Linked DNA regions of Ovis aries: region 2 is linked to region 1. Evidence: chromatin contacts called from public Hi-C data. All regions are on one chromosome and are shown on one strand. The core of a region is the stretch at or near the end of the contact, and the rest is flanking DNA. Distances in the headings are between cores, read along the strand shown.

Region 1 (2,728 bases), core at 110-2,609:
GATTCTGCAAGAAACAAAAAAGGTGCAGACGTGGCCAAGAAGCGGGCTGAAAGGGAACTAGGGAGGGGAAAAGAGAGAAATGTAGGAGGAGATAGACATAGGAATGAATAGGGCAGTCTCTCGCGTTTTATGTGGGCAATTCAAAGGGGTAACCGGCTATCTGTCGGAGGGTCGGGCTTGGCCTCCTGGGATAGGGACGTTTGCCAGCATCCAGGGATTTTGAAGGGGCTGGGATGCGCGCTCCGAGAACCACCAGGTTCCAGCGGCATCCATCCAGGATCAGTGGTCCAAATCCAAGTGTCCCAGTCCTCTGTATCGGCAGACAGCGGGGCAGCGACCCACGATAAACTGGGTCTCTAGTAAATGAGGGTCGGAGGTCACCCGACTCCCCTTCGCCGGGGCAGTCGCCCCTCGAAGCTGAATCCGCATAAGTTAGTTCTCCCTGGTTAACCAACGGAGCCGAATGGGGTTTGGGAAGGAGCATGCTCTGAGCTCAGGACCCTCCCAACTGAGCGCGACCCGCAGTCAACCGGGAGCGCTCGGCTCGGAAAGCGGAGGGGGGTAAAAAAAATCACACACACACGCCTGCGGGAAACTTTTCCAGTGGGCGCTGGAGGAGCCAAGGCTGGCCGAGAGGAGGGTGCGGGCCCCGGCGGGGTCTCCCAGGAGGCAGTCGGGTTCTCGGGTTCCGGCGGAGGCGCCGCGACTCGGGCGGTGCCGGCCGCGGAAGGTGGGGCTGCCGCCCTCAGCTCTGCACGCTTTCGCGGGAAGTCGGAGCTCCGCGCCCCAGCGCGCTCCGAGGCGCCGAGCCCGGCCCCACCCGCCAGCGGAAAGGCGGGCCCCGAGCAGCGGCTCCTCATCGCGCCCGCCCGGCCGGGGAAAGGGGCCGGGCCAGGGGAAGGGGCCCGGGGCGGCGCGCGCTCACCTCGGTCCTCCAGCCCGTCGCTGAACTGGCCGCTCTCGCTGATGCGCAGCTGCCGCTCCTCCTCGGGCTGCGGCGGCTCGCGCGCCGGGGAGCTCAGCGGGCCGGAGGCGGCGGCCGAGGGCGCGTGGCCCCTGGGCGGCGGCGGGACTGCGGGACCCGGGGTGCTGCGGCGCTCGCTGCCCGCGGCCGTCTCCATGGCGCGCGGCGGCGGGTCCGGGCGGCGACGACGAGCGCGGCGGGGACTCGAGTTAGAAGTGCGAGGCGCCGCGGCTGGGAGCGGGCGGAGGGACGGACCGACCGCGCGGGCGCCGCGGAGTGGAGGTGCGGCGGCGGCAGGGGGCGGGGGGGGTGTGCGGGAGCCGCGCGGCTCGCGTGGCCGGTGGCAGAGACTCGGGCCCAGCAGCAGCTGCCGCGCTCCGCCCCCGGGGGCAGGTGCGTGCGGCAGGGACCCGCCCCGAGGCCCCGGCGCCGGAGCCCGCGCCCCGAGGCCGGTGGGGAGGGAGGGATCCGGCCAGGCCTGAAGCCCGGAGGCTCGGGGGTGTGGGCTGGGCTACCGGGAAAGCCGGGCAGAAACCCGGGCAGGGCCTGCTGAGGGTGTGATGGGAGACCCGCCCCACTCGTGCCGCGGGATGGTGAGCAGAGGAGATCGCCTCGGACCCGCTTCCTTTACTGTCCGAGAAGGCTGCGCCCGCGCTTGGTTAGGAAAGCGGTCAGCGCCCTAATGTGGCACCCTTCTCTGGCGCTGCACGGGCTTCGCAGACTAAGCAGGGTCTCCTGCCTGGGCTGCCATCCTCATCGCCCATCTCAGGAGAACGAGGTTCACCTGCCTCCACCCCCACCGGTGTTGGGTCTTCTTCTAAGGGCGTCGATTACCCTCCACACCAACTTAAAGAGACCGGGTGTCTTAGGACCACAGGGCGTTCTATAGAAGTTTGGACCCTAACCGCGCCCCACCACCACCAGCACTACCACTGAGACTGCCCTTGGACCGTGGATCCAGCCTGTCCGCCACCAGCTATTTCCTCTCTGAGTAGCCAAGTCTTGCTGATACTTTAGGCTTCAGATCGAAGCCTCCCTCCTACTGGAAGCCCTCCGCTGGCTTCCTTGGCGCGGCCAGCTGTTCCCTCTAACCGCGCGGAGCTCGACCCCTGGCGAGCGGTCCGGCTCGTCTCCGCAGGGAACCAACGAGGTGGGTGCACCCTGGGACCCACGCCCTGTGGTGTAACCCGGAGAGGCGCCAAAGGGGACCGGCCATTATTCAGATTCGGCTTGAATATAATATCCGTATCCAGATTCACAAAGATAGATTTCCTCTTCCTATGTATATCAGTCTTAAGATTTAATGAGTCTTCTAAAATGCCAATTCCTTATTTAAAGCCTGCCTACTGTTGGGGAGGGCACCCTGTTTTTTGAAGAGTAACCAGTTTCTCATTCTCGGTTTGCCTGCGATGGAAATCCGAGTGGGATTAAAATACCTTTGTCGTGCAGTGGAAATATCACTAGCACTGGGAAGAGGGTCTCATTTTGTTGCTGCCGTTGGGATGGGTTGAGAATATCTGAGTTGACCTTGGCCAATTTACTTTACCTTTTTTAAACAATAACTACAAACTTTAAGAGGTGGACAAAGGCATTTCAAAGGCCCCTTCTTGCTAGGAAAGGGGGAAATGGAGGGGGGAAAAGAAAAACGCTATGATTATTTGAGCACACACACAAAAATAAATAAACTTTACCCACTGGTCTTGCTTCTGTCTTCTGAGGCGCTTCCCTGATGGCTCGGTTGGTAAAGAATCTGCCCGCAATGCG
Region 2 (2,728 bases), core at 151-2,650, 270 kb before region 1:
TCTCCCAACCAGGTCCACATCCTCGGGAGGCCAGTCCAAGGAACTGTGTGGAAAAGGAGGCCAGGACTTGCTGGGTGCCTGCAGCTGGTGAGGGCTGTTCCAGGCGGGCCTCTCCTGCCCCTCTCTGTGTACCCGGGGATCTCTGTCCACCGCCCACTGTGAGCCTCCCATCCCTCACCCACTGAGGCCTCCTTGGTAGATAGCCAGTCTGACAAGGAGCTTCCTCTGGGTGTCCTGGGGGGAGCGGGAGGGCAGGGCTGGCATGAGCTTCACCAGAGATGTGTCCCACCACACCAAGTCGCAAGGCCAGATCTCTCAACCTTCCACCTCCCCGCTGTGGAGGCCAGGGGCAGGTAACTCCCTGGGTGCCCCTTCTCAGGGTGCCTGGGGCGAGGCTGCAGCCCAGGCCCCTGTAGTGTGAGTTTCTGGGGCTCCTCCACACTCGCTCACCTCTAGATAACGAGGAAGTGGACTCTGCTTCCCTTCTGTCTCTGTTCTCCACGCAGCTCATGGAGCTGATGCCCCTCCAGCCTTCTGCCACCTCACGCGAAGCTGGGTGCCGGCCGAGTCTTTCCCAGCTCCTTGCATGTAGGGCACCTGGAGCTTCCTCCCTCTCTGCCCTGCCCCTGGTTTCGGCCTCTGCACATCACACCCTCCATCCTGCCTCCAGTCTCCCCAAGTAGGGGGACAGCAGGTCCACTCTGAGAACGGCAAGGTCATATTTCCCTCCTGTCTTCTGACACATGGAGATCGTCAGTGTTTCCCCTCTCCCATCATAAGAGGCTGGCATTCACCCCCTTGCCTCTGGCTGTCCCTTGGTTCCTCCTATTCTTTTTATTAATAACAAATGGAATCAGACCCTAGATGGCGCTAGTGGTAAAGAACCCACCTGCCAATGTGGGAAATGCTGGAGACAAGTTTGATCCCTGGGTCGGGAAGATCCCCCAGAGAAGGGCATGCAACCCACTCGAATATTCTTGCCTGGAGAACTCCACGGACAAAGGAGCCTGGAGGGCTACGGTCCACAGGGTCACAAAGAGTCGGACATGACTGAAGCGACTTAACACACAAGCACGCACAGAATCAAAAAAGTCTCTGGAGCCCACATCTTCTCACAGAGGGCCACACAGAGCATCCGCAGAAGCCGTTACTCTGTGCAGGGGCTACCTGGGCTGGAATTGACCTCTCAAGCAACCTCAAAGTTGGGGGAGTTCTGTGTTGAGGGGTGGCCGGGGAAAGGCAGAGACAGGAAGAAGATGGCTGCGGCCCTCGCAGACTAGAATCCTACACCCCACTTTCTCCACCTTCATTGTGGGCACAGTGGCCCTGGAGCCCTCAGCCAGCCCGCTGGAGCTCAGAAAGTGTAGAGAGTGAGGTTCCCCCAGACGGCCACTAGATGTCCACTCGCTCCACCAAATCACCAGGCTCAGCCAGCCCAGGACAGTGCGAGGACCCACCAGCCCCTACAGCGGGTGGAACTTTGACCTTGTTCACCCATCCCCTCCAGGAGCATCTGACCTTCTCCACCCACCTTTGGTTACGGCTCATTTCAGCGGCACCTCTTGTGAGCCTGGCGGAAACACTGGAACCAGCACACCGAACCAGGGGACAATTCTGTATCTGCCCTTCCACATCCTTCAGGATTCTAGAGCCTTCCCAGTTACAGCCATTCCTCATGAAGGACCCTAACCTCACAGCCCCAACCCACAGACCTCCCAGTTTACCAAAGCAGCCCACAAGGTCCCATCAGTCCCTCACCTCCGGGGCCCTGCCCTCACCTCCTATGGGGCCCCACCCCGAACTCCCATGCCCACAAGCTCGTTCCCATGTTCCCTGTCAAAAGGCAAGGGTGGGATGATTTGAGAGAATAGCATTAAAACATGTACATTATCATATGTGAAATAGATCGCCAGTCCAGGTTCAATGCATGAGACAGGGTGCTCAGGGCTGGTGCACTGGGATCACCCCAAGGGATGGGGAACACACGTACACCCATGGCTGACTCATGTCAATGTGTGGCAAAAACCACTACAATATTGTAAAGTAATTAGCCTACAATTAAAATAAATAAATTTAAAAAAAAAAAAACACACACCAGAGCAGCTGCAGAAAGTAAATGCTGTCATCACCTTGGAAGACATAAGAACGTCTGAGGCGATCTTGATTAGAGGCTCTAACAGTCTGGCTTTAATGACTAGATAAGCATCTATATAATTAAGCACATATTGATTTTATGCAGAAAATTCTCATTCACAGTTATTCATGTACTTGAAAACCACCACAGGCTCTGGGCAGAGTCAGCCCAGGCCCCTCATCTCAGAGAGGCTTCCAGCTGTCCTGCGGGCAGCTCTGGAGCCAGAACCCTGGGCCCTCAAGGGTTCAGAACTCCCCCCAGGGACCTTGCCACAATCTTCCTCTGTCTGATTTGTAGTATTAACTTCCTGCACAAAATCATTTTGTCTTAAATAATACAAAGCCAGCTTCAGCCTAGTCCTGATAGCGATGATCGCACGCTATCACATCACTAAATACCCAAAGCAAGAAAACCCAGTTAGACACGATTTCCTGCACAGCATGGGGAAGCCTGGAATCCACCTGCACCCTGCTGCCCCTCTTTCCCTGGAGATATGCTTCCTGACTGTAAGAACAGGACCCAGGGACACCGGATCTGGTGGAGTCAGCCTGGCCTAGTACACACACGGCCCCACCCATTTCACACATAACTCCA

What was found. A called contact is a pair of places that touch in the nucleus more often than the background predicts.
Region 2: a contact with region 1 is called in a Hi-C map of hypothalamus, with 8 times the contacts expected there. The contact joins the enhancer-like site here to the promoter of TMEM163 in region 1. A contact is called at or near these places in 9 of 16 Hi-C or Micro-C datasets (blood, hypothalamus, liver and 3 more).

The regions. Positions count from the first base shown.
Region 1 is chr2:175,999,175-176,001,902 of ARS-UI_Ramb_v3.0, reverse strand. It overlaps TMEM163 (transmembrane protein 163), which reads right to left and starts at 1,359. Exons shown (of 8, transcript XM_027965021.3): 1 at 926-1,359. The coding sequence starts at 1,121.
Region 2 is chr2:176,269,588-176,272,315 of ARS-UI_Ramb_v3.0, reverse strand. The region is part of intron 6 of TMEM163 (transmembrane protein 163); the gene reads right to left. Among named protein-coding and RNA genes, the nearest start is that of TMEM163, 270 kb to the right of the region's middle. Within about 2 kb of position 1,400, at least 6 of the 54 cell types and tissues checked have an H3K27ac peak or open chromatin away from gene starts, as enhancers often do. A contact at or near this core is called in hypothalamus, where this site is marked.